Regions from separate parts of the Mus musculus genome. Here region 1 is linked to region 2. Evidence: chromatin contacts called from public promoter capture Hi-C data. All regions are on one chromosome and are shown on one strand. The core of a region is the stretch at or near the end of the contact, and the rest is flanking DNA. Distances in the headings are between cores, read along the strand shown. Region 1 holds the start of Ear14 (eosinophil-associated, ribonuclease A family, member 14). Region 2 holds the start of Slc35f4 (solute carrier family 35, member F4).

What was found. Promoter capture Hi-C pulls out the DNA fragments that hold promoters and counts their contacts.
Region 1: a promoter capture Hi-C map of hippocampal neurons shows a contact between it and region 2, with 3 times the contacts expected there. The contact joins the promoter of Ear14 here to the promoter of Slc35f4 in region 2. A contact is called at or near these places in 4 of 39 promoter capture datasets (frontonasal cranial neural crest, hippocampal neurons, liver and 1 more).

The regions. Positions count from the first base shown.
Region 1 is chr14:51,202,433-51,207,179 of GRCm38.p6, reverse strand. Ear14 (eosinophil-associated, ribonuclease A family, member 14) reads right to left here and starts at 3,485. Exons shown (of 1, transcript NM_017389.2): 1 at 3,024-3,485. The coding sequence starts at 3,485. The coding sequence ends at 3,024.
Region 2 is chr14:49,523,015-49,527,806 of GRCm38.p6, reverse strand. Slc35f4 (solute carrier family 35, member F4) reads left to right here and starts at 1,970. Exons shown (of 8, transcript NM_029238.2): 1 at 1,970-2,296. The coding sequence starts at 2,194.

The sequences.
Region 1 (4,747 bases), core at 2,236-4,735, 1.7 Mb before region 2:
GATTTTACCTTTGATGAGAATGAAGTGCCCCTCCTTGTCTTTTTTGATGACTTTGGGTTGGAAGTCAATCTTATCAGATATTAGGATGGCTACTCCAGTTTGTTTCTTCATACCATTTGCTTGGAAAATTGTTTTCCAGCCTTTCATTCTGAGGTTGTTTCTATCTATTTCTCTGAGATGAGTTTCCTGTAAGCAGCAAAATGTTGGGTCTTGTTTGTGTAGCCAGTTTGTTAGTCTATGTCTTTTTATTGGGGAGTTGCGACCATTGATATTAAGAGATATTAAGGAAAAGTAATTGTTGGTTCCTGTTATTTTTGTTGTTAAATTTTGCATTCTGTTTTTGTGGCTGTCTTCTTTTAGGTTTGTTGAGGGATTACCTTCTTGTTTTTTCTAGGGCATTGTTCCCGTCCTTGTATTGGTTTTTTTCTGTTATTAGCCTTTGAAGGGCTGGATTCGTGGAAAGGTAATGTGTGAATTTGGTTTTGTCGTGGAATACTTTGGTTTCTCCATCTATGGTAATTGAGAGTTTGGCTGGGTATAGTAGCCTTGGCTGGAATTTGTGTTTTCTTAGTGTCTGTATAACATCTGTCCAGGCTCTTCTTGCTTTCATAGTCTCTGGCGAAAAATCTGGTGTAATTCTGATTGACTTGCCTTTATAAGTTACTTGACCTTTTTCCCTTACTGCTTTTAGTATTCTATCTTTATGTAGTGCATTTGTTGTTCTGATTATTATGTGTCAGGAGGAATTTATTTTCTGGTCCAGTCTATTTGGAGTTCTGTAGGCTTCTTGTATGTTCATGGGCATCTCTTTCTTTAGATTTGGGAAGTTTTCTTCTATAATTTTGTTGAAGATAATGGCTGGTCCTTTGAGTTGAAAATCTTCATTCTCATCCACCCCTATTATACGTAGGTTTGGTCTTCTCATTGTGTCCTGGATTTCCTGGATATTTTGAGTTAGGATCTTTTTGCATTTTCCATTTTCTTTGATTGTTGTGCTGATGTTCTCTATGGAATCTTCTGCTCCTGATATTCTCTCTTCCATTTCTTCTATCCTGTTGCTGATGCTCGAATCTATGGTTCCAGATTTCTTTCCTAGGGTTTCTATCTCCAGTGTTGCCTCACTTTGAGTTTTCTTTATTGTGTCTACTTCCTTTTTTAGGTCTAGTATGGTTTTGTTCATTTCCATCACCTGTTTGGATATGTTTTCCTCTTTTTCTGTAAGGACTTCTACATTTCCATCACCTGTTTGATTGTGTTTTCCTGTTTTTCTTTAAGGACTTGTAACTCTTTAGCAGTGTTCTCCTGTATTTCTTTAAGTGAGTTATTAAAATCCTTCTTGATGTCCTCTACCATCATCATGAGATATGGGTCTAGGTTTTCGGGTGTGTTGGGGTGCCCTGGACTAGGCGAAGTGGGAGTGCTGGGTTCTGATGATGGTGAGGGTTCTTGGTTCCTGTTAGTAAGATTCCTACGTTTACCTTTCGCCATCTGGTAATCTCTGGAGTTAGTTGTTATAGTACTCTGTTTAGAGATTGTTCTTCTGGTGATTCTGTTACAGTCTATCAGCAGACCTGGGAGACAGACTCTCTCCTCTGAGTTTCAGTGCTCAGAGCACTCTCTGCTGGCAAGCTCTCCTCTTACAGGGAAGGTGCGCAGATATCTTGTGTTTGGACCTCCTCCTGGTCGAAGAAGAAGGCCCAAAACAGAACCTTTCCCAGAAGCTATGTTGCTTTGGCAGGTCCCAGAAGCTGTCAGCTTCTGTGGTGCACCCTCTCACCTGTTCAGACTAATTTCCTAAGTTCGGCGGAGTCCCAGAACCAAGATCACCTCAGATCCTTATGGAGTCATTAAGGTTAATAGGGAGGACATTACTTGAAGGAACATGAATATGTACATAATTATACAAACAAGCCTTAACAAAAATGCCATGGCAGTCCACATCTGCTGGTCATGTCCCAGAGGCAGGAACCCTGTCATTCTGTCTCCACCAAGGCCATGCCAGACTCAGCAAGATTCCACACCAACCCAGAATGGAAGATTACACAAGAAATCCATTTGCTGTTTCCAGTGGAGTGGCTTCCCTGCAGGCCTGACTGTGATCCACTGAGAGCAGGAAGTACCACCACTGCCCATCGGAAAGGAGAGGCCAAGTGTTGCATCTGGGAGCACAGAAAGGAAGAGAAAAATGGAAGCTGGAGATCCAGACTGAAAATCAGAGGTGTGGACCTGAGGATGTCACCCCTCTGTTCCATTCTGCATCTGACACTGCAGGAAGGCTCACGGCCACATCTGGTAATGCCCAGCTCACCCATGTCCTTAAAGGGGTGGCACCACCCTGTCTGAAACTGATTCCTGACTACAGGTCTGTCCTCAGGAGTCAGGACAGGACCTCTCATTATTTATCTCTTTTCTGTATGAAATCCAGTTCCCCTATCATAGAACCTGTCCTTGATGGTTTGTGTTGAATGATCTCACAATTGATGTCTAAGGACAGCTCTTCAGGGAGAGGGCAAGGGATAGCCTCACTGAGAGATCCCAATTCCTGGGTTTCCTCTGCCAGCCACTTCATTCCCACAGAGAAACTTCAGGAAAGATGTTCTGGAAAGATGTCCTTCTCTTCTCTGATTCATTAGCTTCTGGGAACTGGGAAAATGCCTCATTTGGTAAGAGGCCATGTCTTTCTCTCTGTGTCTTTCTCTCTGTGTCTCTCTGTCTCTGTCTCTCTCTCTCTGTCTCTACACACACATACACACACAGAGAGAGAGAGACAAAAACACTGTGTATATGTGTCTTTCCCTTCCACTCTCCCCACCCCTATCAGACACAGAGATACCAAAAATCTAGATTTGTATGCAAAGGTATTTGTTGACTAGAAAAGATCTGTTCAGCTCAATTAAAGGGAGTCAGTGACAGGTTTCATGAGGACAGGTGCTGATATGCAGCACAGACAGAGGAATTGGTTCTTCACTACTATTATCTTGGCAGTAGCAGATGAGCGAAGGTGCAAAGTGCTGGCACTGGAACTAAAATGTCCCATCCAAGTGAACTGGAACCACTGGATAGATGGGAGTGTCTTGTGGAGTTCTGTTCTCACAGGCTACTCTGTAGTACTTCACTGAACCTGTCGTTTGGTATCTGCATTGTGTGCATATTCTTGTCGGCGTAGTGAGGTTACAAAAAGTTATAAATACCTGAAATGAACTAGCATGACAATTTTTTCTTGTCAAGTTGTTGCAGGTGATATTTGGATGGCCACACACAGCAACAACATCAGCAAAACTTGTGTGAAGAAAAGTATTTATGTCCTTACATCTTGGTCTATACCTGTTAACAACCCTCATTACAGCATCACATCGGGGGTAGGTGCTATTATAGATATACTCGGTGTAAAACTTCTGGGAAAGGATTTGTGCCTGGCATGAGGCAAGCATTAGGACAAGTCCCAACAGCAGCAGGAGACAAAGACTGGACTCAGGCAGCTTCATACCCACAATTTCTGTGAAAACAGAAGATAAGTGACTACTCCCACCCTATCTCAGTTTTCCATCTTTCTTCCTGAAGGCCCTCTGCTGTCCCTGTGGGTCCATGGTCTGGCTTCTCTTGGACACTGCTCCATCACTGCCCCTCTTGTCCCAGGCTTAGACAGTCAGTGTCTTACCCAGCCTGAGTTATAGATCCTGTGGAACTGAGTGCTGGTTGTCCTGGAAATCAGGGATAATGGGTGAGCTCCACTTGGGCCCATAGATATAGAGCAGGCTCTGTTGGTGGAACTGGTGGCTCAGAGTCTTCAACATGCAGAACCCACAGATTGGTACATTGCCTACTCATACAACCAGCCTTCTGTTTCTTCTTACTGAACAGTTGGGATTTGCTATGTCTGAGACAGCACATCAAACCATGCCAGCGCAATGATGGAGCATCTTTGTTTCAAATGAAGGGTCTATAGAAACCTTGTCCTTATATTGGGACATCTCCAGTGGGCCAGTCCTTCTGTCTGTGATAGCAGTAATCTTAAAGCCAGCCCATACATGCTGTCGTTTGAAACCTCAGTTAGCATACAAGTCTGAACAGCCTCTGGCCAACTCCAAAAAGCTGCCTCGGCTATTCAAAGAGCGAGCATCACCCAGCTCTGAGACAGTTAGTGTTGCTAGTTGCTGCCGTTTCAATTCAGGAAGCAATATGATGATAAAAGGGAGAGGTCAGATGTTTTGGAGATTTATGGAAATAATCAGTGTTAAGCAATTTTTCAATATTGCTTTAAACATGAGTTTTGATTTTTCTAGAAATCATTCCAAAGGGACATAAAGGTTATGTCGTGCATTGGAAAGCTTCCATTCACATGAACACCAAATGCTCCTTGGTCAGTTAATGTCCCTTTCTTTGTTCTTCAGTTCTCTCTTCCTTAAAGTGAAGGTTGAGAGATCGTCTCATTTTGATCTCATGGGACGGTGGAACCTTAGTCACATGAGTCATAGAATGTGGAGTTGAAGCTTAGTTTACAGGGGTGATTAGAAAAAGTGAACTAGCTACAATCTGAGATCAGGCCTGGGGGAGTCATCAGTTGTTACATCCGCTCCAGTAGTGACTCAAGTGACAGGCCTAGCAACCTGGAAGCAGTCCCGAGGCAAAGAGTTTCACAGAAACTTAGCCTCCTGGAACCTTGGCATTCCCATAGCTAGAATGCCCCAGATTTGTCCCTGCAATAGTTGGGAGGGTCTTGCATGCTTTCTTACAGTATTTTACTGGA
Region 2 (4,792 bases), core at 721-3,220:
CATAATCCTTCCTTTTTAGCTTTACATATTTAGCTTTTCCCCCCATTGCTTCAGTGTCACAGAGCCCTTTGGCTCTGTCTGGTGTATTAGCTCCTTTCTCGCCTCTAACAGTAAACAGGTGGGTGCAGCTGGAAATTGGTTTCTTTAAGGACTCTGTTCACAGCCACAACCATATGAAATTCAGTCTCTTCTCGAGATGCCTTGTAGAGCTTTGTGTCTGAATAAAGATGATCAACACGCTGTGAAATTTAATACTGCATTTTTATCCACTTAAGCCCATTTCATCTTAGGACAAAAGCTTGCCTTTTTTCTTTTCTTTTCTTTTTTTTTTTTTTTTTTTTTTCTCTTAAGGGCCCATAACACAATGAAAAAATGCTGGGCAGCCTTGGGCAGGGACTGAGAAACCAACCTTGATTTCTGCTCCCCCACACCTCATGAATTTTAGAAATGTGAATATCGGCAGGAAGTCAAACACTTCTTGAGGAAAGGTGGAGCTGACCTCTACTCAGCTGATAAAGGCCTTCCCTCTCCTCTCATTTTCCCTTCTGCGATGGAGATTGGAGGATTACTTCTTAAGAGACAGGGACTGAAATCTATGAACAAGGTAGCCTTTGCTCCTTGCATTCAGCTAACTCTAGGACTTCTCATCAACTCAGAAGGGCCATATTGGTGTGAAGGCTGCTCACCCTGATCACAGAGCTTCTAGAATGTTCTGCATAGATAATAAGTCTTTCTGTAGCCGGGCAGTGGTGACGCTTTAATCCCAGCACTTGGGAGACAGAGGCAGGCTGATTTCTGAGTTTGAGGCCAGCTTGGTCTACAGAGAGAGTTCCAGGACAGCCAGGGCTACACAGAGAAACCCTGTCTCCAGAAAAAAAAAACAAAAAAACAAAAAAAAACAAAAACAAAAACAAAACAAAACAAAAAAAACAAAAAACAAAACAAAACAAAAAACAAAAGGAAAAAAAAGTGTTTCTCTTTGGTCTTTGGACTTTGGCAATAGCTCGTATGCTCAGATACAGTTTGAAAGCCCTTACTTCTTATGTGTTTTACAATAAAGAAGAAAATATTTTTTCTTAGATTGTGGGATATTTAGAATTAGACAAATGAATATGCTGTGCTCAGATGTATGGTCCTACCCTTTGTTGTGTTTATTGGAAGGTAGGGGTCCCATGTAGACTATCAGACACAGGACTTAAACTCTTAAAATCTCTGCATTCACTAGGGTAATTATAATCCACACACCACCTGATCGAGATTCTTCTTCTTCTTCTTCTTCTTCTTCTTCTTCTTCTTCTTCTTCTTCTTCTTCTTCTTCTTCTTCTTCTTCTTCTTCTTCTTCTTCTTCTTCTTCTCCTCTTCTTCTTCCTCTTCTCCTCCTTCTTCTTCTTCTTCTTCTTCTTCTTCTTCCTTCTTCTTCTTCTTCTTCTTCTTCTTCTTCTTCTTCTTCTTCTTCTTCTCCTCCTCCTCCTCCTCCTCCTCCTCCTCCTCCTCCTCCTCCTCCTCTTCCTCCTCCTCCTCCTCCCCTCCTCCTCCTCTTCCTCCTCCTCCTCCTTCTCAGTTGGTAAAAGGAGAAAAAGGATCCTTGGATGTCTAGACAAGTTGCAACGAGTAATGCCTGTGAATGCTTTCCATATCCATACACCCAAGGTGGAATGGGCAGGAGCCTGGAACGAATGCAGGGTAGAAGTGCTAAACTGCAGTGTGCATCTTTTGAATTGCTAACCCCTAGTTCTGTGTGAGTGTCTCCCACCCACAGCAGTTCACCTTGAGCATCTAGCCACCGTCCTTCCCTCAAGTGGGCTTGGGGGTGTCTACTTTTGGCACAAGGGTTAACGGTGAAAGTCAGAGACCAGGTGGGGCGCCCACAAGCGTCCCAGACCTGGGTGGGCGTCGGAGGTGAGGGGGCGCTGTTCGGGCAGCAGTGAGCTGGTGGCGGGCGGGTGAGCTGCCAGGCTGACAGAAAGGCCGGCCAGAGTGGGGGCCGCTCCGCTGCCGCTGCCGTTGCCGCCGCCGCTGTGATGCGAAGCCAGAGCTGCGCCCAGCGGTGGAATCAGAGCTGGGGCGCGGGAGCACGAGCTGCAACATCAGCACCAGCGGCGGCGGCGGCGGCGGCGGTACCTGCAGTAGCTCCCGGGCCCCGCGCTTTGCTCTACGCCCCGCGGCTCCGGGAGCCGCCGCCCCGCGTTCTCTATGGATGTCAAGGCGGCCCCCAACGGGGTGGCCACCATCGAGGACCGGATCCTGCGGATTACTGGCTACTATGGCTATTACCCGGGTTACTCCAGCCAGAAAAGTAAGACGCCGCGAGGCGGTCCTGAGCGAACTGCGGGTGGGAGATGGGAGCTCAGGAGCACAGGGGCACAGGGAGACAGGGGGCAGGGGTGCGGTGCCAGAAGGCGCGCGGTGGGACACCTGCAGCATTGTCTGCTCCCTCACAAACACTGCCCTGGCCTCCAGGACCTCAGGGAGTAAAGTATGTCCGATGTCCGCTGTCCTCGGTGCTGAACCTCGAGGCAGCCATTGGGGCTGGGCGCTTGAACCCAGGAGTTTGGGGACAGTCTCAGTCTTGGAGGTAGAGGCGTGTAGAGGACAGGGCAAGCGCTCCTGATTGTCGTCGGTCAGCCTACCGGAGGCTGATTTATGCCTGGAGGATGCTAACATGGCTGTTCCACTAGCTGACCATCAGCCCTTGGGATACCCACTCAGAAAGCTTGACTCTGTGTCAGGGTGCTTACCCCACGCTGGGGATGAAGACTGTGGGGGACATTAGTTGGTTGAGGTTAGACTGGCTGGGTGGGTCAGCTTGTTCACCAGGGGTTGTTGAAATGTTGCCAGCACGATAATTGTTCATGATAAAACATCCTTAGAAGGTTCTCTACCCCCTGAGCAGTGAAAAGAACCTGCTTAAGTGGCTGAATTGCGGAGCTACCTACACCCTCCACACAACGCGGCCACCTCTGAGCTGCTGGATTTCAGCTTTATTCTGGCTAGATTACGCCAGTCTGCATAGTTGCTCTCAGGTTTTGGAAGCAGTTTCATCCACTACCGCTTCCTACACACACACACACACACACACACACACACACACACACACACACACACACACACACACACACACCGTGTTGCTGGGGATGCAGTGAGGGTCTCTATGTTTCTAGTCTCCACATTCTGTTTCCCTGACACACAAACCCCCCACTGTATCTGCTAGGATTAGTTCTGCTAAGCACCAAAGTGAAGCCTGTTTGGTTTGGTTTTTTTATTATTTTTTTTATTTTTTTGGTTTGTTGTTGTTTGTTCGTTTGTTTGATTCCTTAATCTGAACTAGGAGAGTAGCTATGCTTTAATTTCCATGCAGGTGGAATTTCAGTTTTCTTTATCACAGCATTTCTGTTGCAAAAGAAGGCTCTTAACTGGTGTTATTTTTAACCAGACGCTCCTTAGATGCATCCTGATTGGTATTTATCCTTGACAGTTTGGGATGCCATCAATATCACAGGCTCTGTGTGAAGCAGAAGACCCACACAAATCTTGACACATAGATGAGAAAGCACTTCATTTCCAATGTAACTTCATCCAGGGCTGTGCTGTCTCTCCATTGAATAATAAACCAAGAGCACTGTCCTGTGGGCCATTCTACAGATATTTTCCAGCTTAATATTTCATCTGCTCTCAAGAAAGGCCTATCTACTTCAGATGTTTCTGCCTAGTTGTTTCTAGCAGTAGACGCTTACATTATTCATTTTCCTTACAAAAGTAATTATATAGTGTTAGAGTTTCTGGAAGGAAAATCACATGCTGTGGAACATTCTTTGAAATCTTTTTACTACACGCTCAGTTTTTGTAGTTGTTTTTCTTTTTCTTTTTTTTTTTCTTTCTTTCTTTATCCTATTGGCACTAGGTGACTTCTTTAACCCTAGATATGTGAACTGTAATCTTCACTAGATCTTGTAGAAATTACTTGAATGTCACCTCTGAATATTTTAACTAGAAACCAGGCATTTGGGTGGTCAAGAGAATGTAGAACTTCTTTCTAAAATTGCAGGGTATTATAATTTTCGTGACAATGGTACTTCGGTTAATGAAGAGCAACCCAGAAAGAATACTGGGAAAGTGGCATTTTAGATAAGAACATGTTCATATTTTATTTTTGTACTTGCACAAAGAGCTGCACATGTTCCATTTGCAAGACAATAACAGGGCAAAAACGGGCTGTAACTGGAAGCAGAAAAGGGATAAAAATGCTTTGGGCATGTTATTAGTGGTGGGCATTTGCCTAAATTCAGGACACATGGTTCAAACTATAAAGACAGCAAGTCTCAGAACAGAGAGCTCAGGGTAGTCAAATTAATTCTCAGAATGTATGTACACTATTTCAGACCAAGAGAGCCATTGTCATTTTACATACAGAGAGGGGGTGGGGAGAGAGAGAGAGAGAGAGAGAGAGAGAGAGAGAGAGAGAGAGAGAGAGAGAGAGAGAGAGCTGGAAGAGGGCCAGGAAACCAAACACCATGAAATAATCCTGCCCTTGATGCAGGCTTTAACTAGTAAACAAACACATTGAAGCAAACCAGTACAATATGGTCAATTGATTTAGCTGCTACCAGGACTGAGCAACAGCTTGTGGCAAGTCTGGAGGAATCTATTTAGGAAAAGGCTACAGCAAGGATAGCAGATATGAGAAGACGAGGTTACTTCCCCCCTTCCTGACTCATCCCATGTGAGATCTGCAGGACGGGGTACTCTCTAGAGATCTATGCTGTTTGCCCTTTGAAGATGGATGGATACTCCG